3 separate regions of the Mus musculus genome follow, and regions 1 and 3 are each linked to region 2. The links are chromatin contacts, called in public HiChIP or PLAC-seq and capture Hi-C maps. All regions are on one chromosome and are shown on one strand. Each heading gives the region's core, a stretch centred on a gene start, on an enhancer-like site or on the middle of the called end of the contact. The rest is flanking DNA. Distances are from core to core; before and after follow the strand shown. Region 1 holds the start of Ly86 (lymphocyte antigen 86). Region 2 holds the start of Rreb1 (ras responsive element binding protein 1). Region 3 holds the start of Txndc5 (thioredoxin domain containing 5).

What was found. HiChIP or PLAC-seq counts read pairs in DNA pulled down with a chosen protein or histone mark. Capture Hi-C pulls out chosen DNA fragments and counts their contacts.
Region 1: a capture Hi-C map of macrophages shows a contact between it and region 2, with 6 times the contacts expected there. The contact joins the promoter of Ly86 here to the promoter of Rreb1 in region 2. A contact is called at or near these places in 1 of 39 promoter capture datasets (pre-B cells), 1 of 115 datasets of contacts at active chromatin or transcription factors (microglia) and 1 of 9 other capture datasets (macrophages).
Region 3: a contact with region 2 is called in an H3K27ac HiChIP or PLAC-seq map of microglia, with 6 times the contacts expected there. The contact joins the promoter of Txndc5 here to the promoter of Rreb1 in region 2. A contact is called at or near these places in 2 of 115 datasets of contacts at active chromatin or transcription factors (microglia and pancreatic cancer cells).

What each region holds. Positions count from the first base shown.
Region 1 is chr13:37,342,874-37,347,431 of GRCm38.p6, reverse strand. Ly86 (lymphocyte antigen 86) reads right to left here and starts at 2,087. Exons shown (of 5, transcript NM_010745.2): 1 at 1,858-2,087. The coding sequence starts at 1,993.
Region 2 is chr13:37,886,603-37,891,217 of GRCm38.p6, reverse strand. It overlaps Rreb1 (ras responsive element binding protein 1), which reads right to left and starts at 2,347. Exons shown (of 12, transcript NM_001177869.1): 1 at 2,246-2,347.
Region 3 is chr13:38,526,703-38,530,964 of GRCm38.p6, reverse strand. Txndc5 (thioredoxin domain containing 5) reads left to right here and starts at 2,481. Exons shown (of 10, transcript NM_145367.4): 1 at 2,481-2,777. The coding sequence starts at 2,557. It overlaps Gm31834 (a long non-coding RNA gene), which reads right to left and starts at 3,062. Exons shown (of 2, transcript XR_382215.4): 1 at 1,003-3,062; 2 at 1-658.

The DNA.
Region 1 (4,558 bases), core at 838-3,337, 540 kb after region 2:
TCACTATGTCCAACAACAAAACTCTACACACCAGGGTTATTGGATTTAGAGAGGTCAGCGATCAGTTTGTTCTAACTCCACAAATATTTACCCAAATGTTTTGTCTTCTCTGTGCTGTTGGACTATAATTTCTCCAGTATCAGCTAGATAGCCTTTACAGTATTATCTGGCATCTCCGGCCCCAGGTTTACACATCTACAAAGCAAGGATCATGCTAGTGAGGAGCTGTGCACAGCCCTCAACACACAGGCAGACCCTTCTTGTGGAATATGTGGCCCAGCTACTTTTATCATTTCTTTAAAGTTTCAGTTAACATTTGACAATCCAAACCTTGCTCTCTTCAAATCACTGTGTCTCCTGGTAACTGATGCCTGCCTTTGAGACATCCCTCCCACAAAGCAGTTATCCTTTGGTTTCCTTGGCTGATTCTCCCACTCACCCTGGATGAAAACTTCATCTCCCCTGTTCCTTTATTCCAAGTGCCCAGGGCTTATTTCTGAGATTTAATTACTCTGCAGAGAAGTACCATCTACAAATAGATGCAGCACTGCAGACAGTGTGGCAGCACATTATGTCCCCGTTCTTTCCCTGACAGACCCAGGTGAGTGAAAGGACACATGAGACTCAGTTACAATCTGAGGGAGAATCTTAGACATGGAATAGCCAGTCACATGAGGCTTAATGTCTCGGAAAATCAAATCCCAAGTAGTCCACGTGACCCAATCCGGCTGTCATCCTACTCCTGAAGTGAGCAAGTCCCCAGACGTCTAGGCTCCCATTTGTCCCAAGAACAGCAAGCATCATGAGGTCAGCACTTTCTCCACCCAGCGCGTCCTTTTCTTTTTCTTATTTTTAATTTTTAAAATGCACTTCAAGGTTCCTTTTAAAAGGAAATTTAAAAGAATCCATTGAATTACCCCAGAAACCAAAGTTGGGTGGCAGAATCCGGGCTCAGCTAGTTTGCTTTCATTTATTCTCAGCGAGCGGTGGGACCAACACAGAGGCTCAGAGTCTCCTTTGCATACTCTTCAGCTCATCTGTCCCGTTTCCCTACAGATTTCCAGGTTTCATAAATGTCTGCCTTTCCACAAGCCATTTGTTCTACTGCCCATTGGAAATCGATCCCAAGGCTCATTTTTCCTCGCTGTGTCATAGCGTCACAGAAGGAAAAAGTGAGGTGAGGTACCACATTCAGACTTTAGAACTAACCCACTCCTAAGTTCTGGTTCGTGGTGCCAACAGCGGGGCTCTCCCAGCCCAACGCGTCTCAGTATATGCCACCTCTCAAACAGTTGCACTGAGGTTAAGTTTCTAATACATGCTCCAGGACACAGGCCAACCACAGCACTCCCCTTCGCTGTCCTTGCCCCTGGGGAAACCCTGGCATTGGATGCTACTTCTGACGTGCTTGCTGCTTTAATGGGTGGCACAGTGCGGCATGACAAGAACTCTAGAGGGAGCGGCTGAAGGACAGAGTCTCTGACAAAAGTGACTTGATGCTCACCCAGTTTGCAAAATGGCTGAGGTGAAAAGCCAGCGTAGGCGCAGGATTTGGGAAGAAAAGCTTACTGATCACTTGTTCTTGGGGGAGAGGGCAGGGCTGAGCTCTTAGACTTCGTTCCATATCTAGACTGTTCATTTCTCTCTTTCTGTGGTCTTCGTTATTTTCAGAAGGCTCTTCCACTGTCCCTGGCCTTTCCCTCCTCACGGCTGCCAAGACAAAAGCTCACCGTAGCAGCAAAAAGCACGGAGAGGCTGATAACCTCATCCCTCGCCCATACTCACCCAGTGTTCGTATTGCCCACGTGTAGCTTTAATTTCCCCATAAGCACAAGCAGCCATTTCATAAGACCTTACCACAGCTCTGGTAGACTACTTCCAAGCCCCCACTGTTGCAGGCCGTGTGCTTGGGCCAACCATTTTCGCTGCCATGGTCACTGCTGCTCGGAGAAGTCAGAATCCACACAAGGAGGGCAGCTGCGACACCATTCATGGCGAGGGGGTTGTGTGTGCCCAATGGTAAGCCAGCCCAATAAAAAGACCTCCGAAGCTCGTCCTCCCCCTGAAGGAGTAGTATGTTCAGTTTCACTTCTCGAATACTAGTCTCTGGGAAATATACTGTGAGAAGACAAAGACAGACAGCGGGGAGGGGCATTTGAATACTGTTCCAGGGGGCTTTCACATACTTGAAATAGCAAGTGTGTGTGTGCGCGCGCGCGCGCATATCTCTGAACATGCGCATGCGCATATGGGCAGGTATGGGCTAGGTTGAAAGGTGACTTCTCGCTTTCACAGGAAGAGGTCCTGCAGGACTCTTCAGAACAGCCCCTTTTAGAATCTTTGTCCCCCACTGGAGCTGTAAACTCAGGAAAAATGAGCTTCAGGCCACCATGTGTTTTCTATCAGCGTACACCCCACTGATGTGAGTCTCAGAGCTGGCTAACGCCAGCAGGCACATGTGACATTTTGAGGGTGGTATACTAGAACTTAGGATCTGGAACCGGGTTTTTGGATTTGTTCTTGTCTGGCTTTGGCCCTGGGGTTGGGCCAGCGGAACAGGAGCTTGTCCTAGGAGCCCACACAGAGCTGGGTGGTGCATTCCCTCTGAGAAGTAAGCCATCTTCCATTTCTGGGCCAACAGCACCAGGAGGAAGGATTACCCTTTTAACATTTTTATTTTATTTATTTTTTTAGTGTATATCTGTGTTGTCTTTCTGTGTGTTTGCGTGTGTATGATCATGTGGAAGTCAGAAGGTAACTTTTGGGAGTCAATTCTCTCCTTTCTCTGTGGGTTCTGCGAGTGGCACTCAAGTCACCAGGTTTGTGAGGTAAGTGCTTTTACCCATGGAGACAGTTCATGGGCCCATGGCCTCCCTGAAAGGCTAGTTCAACTAGGAGAGGTGACTGACACCGCTTCTCACACAAAGATGCTGCCCTCCATGGACTCTTGCCGCTCTGCCTCAGCTTTCTTAATCCTAACCCCACTCTATGCAGTTCATCAAACTCACGGCCAAGGCCAGTGATGCTGCAGAGCAACAGGCAACACTCTTTCCCATGGCAGGAAGAGATGAATTATATCCCATTGAGAATGTACAATGTATTTTTAGAAGACTTCTCAATAAAAATATTCTCTCCTTGCATGACAGATGGCATTTTTTTCTATAACATGTAATGCAGCCTCGTAGGAAAAAACGAGCAAGCCACTCCCTCAAGGAGTTATGGGAACTCATTTTGTCAACCAAGAGCCAGGACTTGGGTCTGACGAGTGGTTTTTGGCTCACCTGTTTCAGAAATCAATCCATAATGGTGTCATCTTGAGTTCTGTTATGGTTTGGATATTAACTGTCACCCAGAGTTCCATGTGCTGCTAAGTTTGGTCACCTGCCTGGGGCACCATTGAGATGTGGTGGGACCTTTAATTTAGATCATCTTAAAGAGAATAGTGGAATTCTAACTCTTCGTATCCCTCCTTTTGCTTTGTTTTCGAGCCAACACAAGGAAATCAGGTTTCCTCCATGTGTAGCCCCACCTTAACATGGTCCAATCCAACCCACAGAAAAATGGGGCCACATGTCCATGCTCTGAAACCTCTGATGCTGTGGGGCAACACCAACTTTTCCTCCCTTTGTCTATTTACCTTAGGCACTCTCTCACAGTGACAGAAAGCTAGTATAAGTGCAGTGGTTTGAATACACATAGCCCCGCAGGCTCATGTATTTGAAAGAATAGTCAACATCAAGTGGAATTGTTTGAAAAGATCAGAAAGATTGGAGGTGTGTCCTTTTTGGAGGAAGTGTGTCACTGGGGGTGGGTGGGTTTTGAGGTTTTAAAAGCCCAGCCCCCCACCACCTCCCCCTGTCTCTGCTTACAGATCAGGATGTAGCTCTCAGATACTTCTCCAGCACCTTGCCTGCATACCACTGTGTTTTCTGCCATGATGATAATGGACTAAGCCTCTGAAACTGTAAGCCAGTCTCCAATTAAATGCTTTCTTTTATAAGAATTCTCTTGTTCATGGCGTCTTGTCACAGCAATAGAACAGTGACGAAGACAAGTTTTTAACTGGAAACTTTATAAAGAAAACAAAACATTCTTTGAGAATGTCCTGTTCCTTACTATAGAATAAAATTCAAATCATCTTATGATAGCTATTTAAAATACAGTTATGTATATGTAAATGGTAGCTGAATATTCTGCCAGGCCCTGGTATCATCTCCCCCCCCCCCCTTAGCAAGTTGTGGCTAAAACAGTGATGTCTCTGCTCTTGGCTGTATTTCCCCTCTGCTTTTTGACAGTCCTCTTCCTCTGTCTCCCACTTCATTCCTTTCATAGTGGTCATATTGGGAGTGGTGCCCTCCTTTTCCTGCGGGGTGAAAATAAGACTGACTAAAGTTAGAGAGAAACCAGCAAGGAGTGGAAGGAGGGAGGAAGGCAAGGTGATCTGGAAAAGGAAGGATACTGAGTGGGCTGAAGCATCCTGTCTATGGGTGGGATGAGCCAAAGATATCTAAGAACAGAGTGTAAGCACTTAGGAGGCTGATATAGGAGGATTAAGACT
Region 2 (4,615 bases), core at 1,098-3,597:
TATCTATCTAGTCCTGGCTTCCCTGCAATCCTCTATGTAGACCAGGCCAGCCTCTAACACACAGAAATTCCCAATGTTCCCATCTCAGGAGTGCTAGGATTAAAGACATGTACAACCACGCTTATATAGATGAATCTAAAAAGTAAACATATTTATCTATTGTCTTTGTTTGTTTGTTTATTTTAAGAGACAGTCTTTCTATTGTAACCCAGGCTGGCCTCCTTCAGATATCCTCATACTGGAATATTTATAGCCTTTTCAAAGAAATTATGTAGACTCTCGATTACTTTGATATTTCTGTTGAAAACTGGCAAATAGACACATACAGGAATACAGCCTGGCATGACTCTTTCTGTCTCTACTCTTCTATGAAGATGTCTCCCACTGCCACCTGAGGCTGAAGTGAACAGTAAGCAGTAATTGTAAGCAGTAGTTAGGAAGTGAAATCGTGTGTGTGTGTGTGTGTGTGTGTGTGCGTGCGCGCGCGAGCTGGGATTAAATGTGTGCACCACCATGCCCAGCCACATATTAGGGTTATGTTCCATCATGTCCAGCTCAATAGGAAGTGACAAAACATATATTCCCTCCATAGAGGCAAATTACCAATAATCCCTGCCCCACATGTCAATCCAGCAAGAGCACATATAGCTAGCTATATAAATGTGTGCTAACTACCTAGCATTTTTTCCTACCTGAAAAGGAGAGAAGCCTTGCAATCATGTTCCCTGCTGTCTGGACAGGAAGACGCTGGCTACATCTATTTCCTTCTAGGGGATAAAGTGTAAAGTGTGGCACTAGGAACCCGTTTGTTTACTTCCTTTCCATATTTGAAATGTTAAGTAAACAGCAGCAAGGTTTTAAAGGGGAACTATGATTTCTGATGAGAATGCAGTTAACAAAAGGAGAGGGGCCTGAACACATGCTGAGAGGATGTTTCAGAAGCACCAACACGCTGTCCTCAGAGCTGGGCTACAGCTTCACGCCAGTCTGCTAAGTCTTGGCTGAGTCTGGCTTGGGAATTTTCCTTTGGGGTCATGGAACAGGGCAGAAGGAAAAGCCTAGTGCAAACTCAACACTGTTAACTGTTCAGCTTTAGAAAAACATTAAAAACAACATTTATCTTTACATTAATGCTGAGGTAAAGGATAATTTATTTAACCAGAAACAAGCTGGCTAGTTCTAGTTGATCCTCTGTAACTATCCAGCAATAATGAAATGAAACAACCATCCAAATGAAAACATTTAAGCCTGCTGATACTCAATCTGTGTTAGGAAAGACAATTTTTCCCTTTGATACAATGCCATTTCCTGTGCATGCTTTAAAGAGGATACTAATACTCACTCTTTAACATATGTTCCAAGTCTCAGAGAGAATTCTGTGCTTGTACCAGAGGGGCTGAAATCCCCTACCTTGTGGGGTTAAGCTGTTAGGACTCCTACCTACTAGGCTAATATAGTTTTAATAGTTTAAGGTTCTTGTGTAGTGTGTGTTTGTTTAACCTAATATTCACAAACCTAGAAATGCCTCATTCTCTCTTCCACGCAATTGCTTCTTCCCCGTATTGTCCTAGGTACTGCAACTAAGCTCATTTTTAAAACAAAAATAAAAATGATAAACTTGCTCTGTGGTAATAGCGCTTGGTGCCAAGCTTGACAACCTGAATTCAGTCCCTAAGATCCACATGTCAAAAGGAGAGAGACCCGATAGGTTTCTCTCACACACACACACCCACCACACTAAAATCTTTCAAATAAAAAACACTGGCCCTGTTTTACTAAACATGTCCAGCTGGAATCAGACAAGGACCCCAAATGAAGCTCTCAAGTCACAGATGTGAACGATTGATACCACTGATTGCTTCCGTTTTAGTTGCTCTAGTTTTGAACCTGCACTTTGGAACTGGGAGTTGGGAAGAAAGAAGAAAAGAGGAAGGAGAAGGAGGGTTGCCTGAGGTTTTGCTTCCTGTGAGGTGCCCTGCGCATCCTCTTCTGAGACGCCTCATCCCACACACCAGAGACTCAATAGCTCAAGAACCAGCAAGATGCAGTTATGATTTTAACAGGATTTCGCTCTATGCCTTGGGGAGAAAGAATGGATGAGGTATGAGGAGGAAGATACAAAGGGACAGACAGGACAGAGGGCCTGTGAAAGCAGCAGACAATTCAAGTCCAGGCAAGGGAGTGCCTGAAGACTCACTCACGTGAGACTGCTTGGACTCAAGGAAGCCTACGCAGGGTAACTGACCTGTTTTCTTCGTTCTGCCGAGGAGCTGGTGAGGACTGGGCCCAAATGTGGGCAGGGTCACACCTCAAAGCCACCACTTCTGGAGCACAGGATTGCAACAACCTGAAAAATTAAAAGAAGATAACATTAAAAGATGTTTAAAAGAAGGAAAAATTCTGCTTCTGTCTAGTTTCCTCTACTCAGTGTCCATGGTGAGGACAGTTCCCACCCTGCATCTGCACCTGTAAGCAAGCTGTTAGCTGATTCCACCAGAACATACAAGTGTGCCTTCAACAGCTAGGACCCCCATTACCTCTGCCCAAGTACACCCTCCATTCCCGAGATGCTGAGGGCTTGTTAACGACACAGGAGAATGCTCAGAATGCTAGCTCTAGGTGGAGCTTTGAGCATCCCAGTGGCGTGGTAATAGTACTGGAATGCACGGACCACTCAGTGGCAAAGCACCTGCCTAGCATGTGAGGCCCCAGGTTTCAACTTCGGCACCATAAACACCAAAGAGAGACAAAAATGGCTGAACAGACCCAGCTGATTCTCCAGCATAAAGGAGGAAAAGAGAAACAGCACTTGGTGCAAGCAGAAACAGAGGAGAGGAAAAAGAGCTGAAGAGAGTAAGAAATGTACAACTAACAATGCCTTGAGGTAGAGATTCCTACAAATACGGGGACATCGCTGAACAACTAGGACCAAATGCATGCCCTGTTCTTTCTGTAGAAGATACAGAAAACATCTTCGCGCATGTCCCTCGGGAGTCTGAGAATGTCTGCTCTGGGGGTCCACGGACCCTGAAAGCCCAGAAGAAGGGGGCATGCAGCATGTTCTGGAGCCACAACACAGCAACGAAGGTTGCAATACAGGGACAGGACTTAAGAAGCTGAAGGGCTGGCACATAGCTCGGAGAGCCAGCATCTGCCTGGCACGCACAGAAGTGAGCTCCAGGTTCCCCAACGGCACCACAGAAAGAGGAGAAAGAAAGGTCCCACATAAGCAAGGATGCTGAGGTGCAGCTGTCCTGCAGTTTCTCACTTCTTCCTTTCTCAGAGCATCTGGAAACAAACAAGGTGCGTAAGTGTACCACATAGCTATCCTTGAGCATCTCACGGGGAGTCCTCCACAAACAGCTCCCAAGCACGTGGGGCAGGACTGATCTGTGTGGAAGAGAACGCTCCACCACCCTTTACTCTCACAAGCAGTTCCTGGGTGGGTAGTGACACCAAGATTCTTCCAGAAGTTTTTCTGTTTTCATACTTCAGTGACTCCATTCTCTATTCCTTTATGTTATTCTCTTTAAAAAGTTCTTTGGACTTTAGAGTACAGGAGCAACTTACAGGGAAGGCTCTGAATGAGCCAGGGAGACCCTCATATCTGGAGGCCCCTGACACAACCCAGTTATTCTCCAGGTAAGAAAAGCATAAATGCTGCCACAGAAAGTCATATACTCAACATTTTTGTTCACTGTTAAAACAAGTGATGGGAGACGCCTACCCAGGGACCACTGGGTCAGGATCATTGCTTCACTGCTATATGACACACGTTAAAGAAAAGCTCCATGGTTAACTATTTGCCCAGCATCCTTTAAAATATGAATCAGGGGCTGGACATAGTAGCGTACACAGAGGTGGGCGGATCAGATAGGCTGTACAGTAAGACCCTGTCTCAAATACATACATAATATCAACTTAGAATGCCTATCCAGTTTTCAGAATTGTACAAACAAAATACCCCTGTAGATCATCCCTACCTATCTCAACTTATTAATACTTATAAAGAAATTAAACATTTAAAAAAAAGTACATAGCTCAGTGGCAAAGCATCGGCCTAGTATTCTTGAGGTCTTAGATTCATCCCTTCCACTTATATCACTGTGTGTGTGTGTGGGAGGTGGGGGTAAGGACAAACTTCCCTTGATTGCATTCATTTTTAAAATAATTGGAGGTTGTGGGTTTAACTCCCATGGTAGGGTATTTGTTTATAAAGTTGAGGCCCTGGGTTCAATGCTTACCACTGAAGAAAAAAATAATGACAGTAAGAGTGCAAGCAATTTTTAAAATATAATAAGTTTAGTAGCATAGTCTTAGAAAGGAGCAGCTTCTTTTTTTTTTTTTTGAACTGTCAAGATCTCCAAATACATGGAGTCAACTATAAGTATGCTTGAGTGGGAGACAAGTATCGGAATTAAAAATTTCCAGAACCTAAAAATCGCATTAAAATTATTTTAGACCCAGTTCCTTCTCTTTCCATTAGACACTCAAGGACGCAAGCAGGCCCAGGTAGCTTCCCCATAAGCAGAAAGGACTGAGGGGGAAGGACGCGCTCCCAGCACAGGGTCAGGCTGAGAGTGGCTCTGAAAGCTGCATCTCTAGCGCTGGATGG
Region 3 (4,262 bases), core at 1,232-3,731, 640 kb before region 2:
CAATGCCGCAGAGAAACAGTCAATAGAGTATTCCTGGTCAGAGTCACATTGACAGAAACAGTAACCATACCAGTAACAGAGAGCCTCCACAACAATTGGCCACTGCAGTTAATACCTGAGACACAAAGAAGAAAAGTATTTGACTGTCAGGCTTGGAGGTTCTGGGCAGTGTTCATAGCCACCTCAGTGCTTTAGACAGCTCCCCAGGGTGGGAATACAGCTCCTCACCTTAGGAGGCAGGGAATGAGTGGTAGGGCTCCTGAGATCGCCTCTGAAGACACACCTTCAATGATCTTAAAACCTCCCACCCTGCATCTAAAAATTCTACCCCCTTCCACTAGCACCACTCTGGAGATAGGTCTCCAACACATGGACCCACAGAGGTTTACATTCAAGACCCAAACCCTAGCACCTTTATCCAGATATTAGAAACAGTAAACATTCTAGATTCCCTTGTATAAAGGGGTTCCTGATGGAAATGTCAAAATCACCAAAGTCACCAGGAATGATGACAGGAAAGGGTTGTTGGGAATTCTGTCATCTGGAAGGCACCACAGTCTTCAGTGAAATAGGAGAGTGTCCTGGGAGGATGGCAAAAACTGCAAGGGCAGATGATGGTGGGATGCTCAGTAGATCCAATATGTCGGGAGCTGAAGGTCTGTGGATAGAAGGGAACACATTGGTAAAGGGTGCTATCTGCCTTTCGTCTCAACTGCACGAGACGCAAGAGTGAAACATCAACCAACAGCCAGCGTTCGAGAGGGCTCCAAGAGCTATGGTCTGTGCTAGTGGTTCTCAACCTTCCTCATGCTGTGACGCTCTAATGCAGGGCCTCATGTTGTGGTGACCCCAACCATAAAACTATTCATTGCTACTTCAAATCTAGGATTTTGCTACTGTTACAAGTCATAATGTTAATAGCTGATATTTGACCCCCAAAGGGATCTGGAACCACACAGCTTTGGGCAGGTGAAAAAGGAGTTGATATTATAAACATAGTACCTTCTGTTGCGATGTCTTAGCAATGAAGTGAGAGAAGTATTGAGGAGCATAAAGCTTTGACCTTGACAGTACAGATGACATGGCAAGAGTTCTTGGATTTCTGGTCACCAGCAAGCCTCACAGGACACGAGGCATGGCAGAGCACATCACAGGAGGCCTTCAAGGACAGCATCAGGGATTTCTATTTTAGTCTGTATGCCAAGGCTACTGGGCAGAGTTGGTGTGCTGGTTCAAGTTGGAGCAACAAATTGCCATAGTCAAAATCACGTGGGCAAAGGATGCTCATAGAACTTCTCCTGCGATGGGCAAGTTTAGGTCTGTTCAGGTTAGGAAAGCCGGAAGAAGCGTTTGGCTGAACTGTGCTTACTCAGAATGTGAGGGCACAAAGGGAGAGAGGGGGCAAGCAAGAGATGCTGCAGTTTGGTGTTTGGAAAACCATGGTTAAACATTTACAGGTGGACGAACCTAACATGAGAATAGTTACAGATGATGTGAGTTTCCCTGCCCCTCCCTTTACCACCACCCCCAACTGTTGCTAACCCAGGCTTTTGGTTTAGGGAGGCTGAGGCTAATAAAGATCAGGTGATTTTCAGAAGTGTTGCTCAGAAGTCCAATACAAGATGGCCATGTACTCTTCTTACTATGCCCGTTGCTTTTTCCCAATAAAAGATCACCATATATATGTCTTATGATGCCAGCTTCCTTTTCATCGGTACAGAGCATAGCTCTAGGACCTCTCTCAAGTGTCTAGTGGTTGTTTCGTTCTCCCTAACTTAGCTCCAGGTTTTCAAGGCAGGGCAGGGAGCTTAGATTGCCACCCGACTTAAAGTTCAAGAGTTGGCGTGGGTCCATGCGCCCCAGCCCAGGCGTTAGCTCTCACCCAGAACAGCTGTTGCCATTCATTTTCCTATCCAGGGTGAGTTAGGGCACACAGGGCACTAGCCAGGGCCTGAAGGAAGGGCCACTTTGACTGCCTTTCCTTTTCAAAGTGAAGGCAGGGCAGGATAACAGAGGAGGTGCTCTTGGGAAGTGGTTTCATCACACCCCCTGAGGCCAGGCCCTCAAATCACAGTTGAGCTTTGGCTAAGAATCTGACTTATGCAAGAGCAAACCCCACACACGTTTGCCTGATTTCCTCCTTTCTGCTGACAGCAGCTCAGCTTGGTCCTAAACTCTCGGGTCTCTTGGTGTCTGATTAGTTATCAACAGAAGCTGCCACTGTTCCATAGCTTGGCAGCTTGGCCTCTTCGTCCCTAGCAGGGAAAGGCTGATGAGGAGCTTGGGAAGGAGAATGAGCTCAGCGGGATGGAAGGGAACCGGACTGAGATAGCGCTGGAGGTGCTGCACAAGGACCCCAGGACCTAAGCGACCTCTTCCTGGTGGCTTTCAGCAGAAGACAGCAAGTTGCTAGGTGAGCCGGCGGGACAGGGGGCGTGGCTCTGCGAGCGGGGGCGTGATTGAGGCGTGGCTCTGCGGTCGTGGGAGGAGCCGGGGCGGGAGCGGCGCCGCGGAGGGGACCCGCGGCACGAGCGAGAGCTCGCCAGCCCCGCCACGATGCCCCCGCGCCCAGGACGCCTCCTCCAGCCGCTGGCCGGGCTGCCGGCCCTGGCCACGCTCCTGCTGCTGCTCGGGGCGCGCAAAGGCGCCCGGGCCCAGGAGGTGGAAGCGGACAGCGGGGTCGAGCAGGACCCGCACGCCAAGCACCTGTATACGGCCGACATGTTCACGCACGGGATCCAGAGCGCCGCGCACTTCGTCATGTTCTTCGCGCCCTGGTAACTGCAGCTCCAGCAGGCCGGCGGAGCCCGATCTGGGACCGGGGACCAGGGACCTGGAGCCGGGGACCGGGGAGAGGGCGCGAGGCCGCGCAGGCTGCGCCGGGGGCGTGGGCCGCGCTCGGGCCTCGCCGCTGACGTGGCGCTAGCCGCCGGCCTGCGAGCTAGGAAGGGCGGGCCCCGAGGGGAGACCCGGAAAAGCCTCTCCACCCCGCCACACTGCTGGAGTCCAGGCATCCCCCGCTTCTGTCCCCTGCCCAGCTCCCCAAACTTCCTGTGCTGGCCGGACGCGGCGGGAGCCCGGCGTCCACGTGCCCTATCCTGAAGGGTTCTTCCTGCTGGCCCATCAATATTGGGTTGGATTGGAAATCTAAGGCCCCCTCAAGATGTGATTGCCCACTTTGTGTGTCGAGGGTAGGAAAAGATAGCCTAGGTCGGGAACTGAGACTTCCCCGGCCCCTGGAGTCCAGCGAGGTGCCAGTTTTGGAGTCTCCGCTGCACGCTGGAGTGGATGTGAGCTGTATTCTCAAGGCCTTTAACTCTTTCACCTCCTGTTCTCATTTGGGGCCCGGTCATTTGGAAAGTGTGAGGTCGAACTGTTCTTCCTAAAAGTCATAACTTCAGGCTTCCATTCTTCGGTTGGGGCTTCCTGGTGCACCTCACTACCCCAAGAATTAGTCTAGACATAGCAGTGCTTTGCTACTGGGGCCTAGATGCTCAGAGAAAGAAGTTCTCCGGTCCACAGCAGAAAGCGGTATTTAGAGCACAGGCTCTTGAGATGTGGGATGTTCTGGCTGTGTTTATTGCTGAGCAAAGTACTCTTCCTCTAGCTCAGTAGGGACTCATTAAGGACAGGGGGTTAAGCAGTTAAGAAAAATGTGCCTGTGGAATCCAATGTAGTCAGTGATTGTATTTTTCTAAAGTGGGAGAAACTTTGCCCATAACCCTAGAGCGGGCTATTACTGCATTTCAATTCGTTTAGTGTTAAATTAACTTTGTGGGGGAGGGGATCATTTTGGCTCACAGCCATTATCAGTTAAGAATGCAGGAATGGGATACACTGTTTTACATTCCCAAGAACAGCCACTTGAGTCTGTAGAACTACCATTGAAAGAAAAAGACTGGGAGTCTGCCACAGTCAGTCGCGTTAATAGTTACTCTGTGCACAAGTCGTCTCAAAGTAGTGATTCCAGTTAAGTACACCACAGGACTTAATTGGAGTTGATTTCGGTGGAATAAATCTAAGGGTTTTTAGTTTTATGAGAAAAGTTGACATGCAGGCAGGGTTAGGTTCTCTGGAGTGCTGATGGAGTTTTAAGTTTAGAATATATGCAATGAATAACCAGCTAGTCTTGGCCAGTTGGGGTATACACCACAGATTCTTTTTTTTTTTTTTAACTCTATGGCTTACAGACGTTTAGGTCGAGGCTGCTCTCTAGGATAAGCCTTCAATTGTTTGCTTCTTGCTATTCTGATAAAAATATT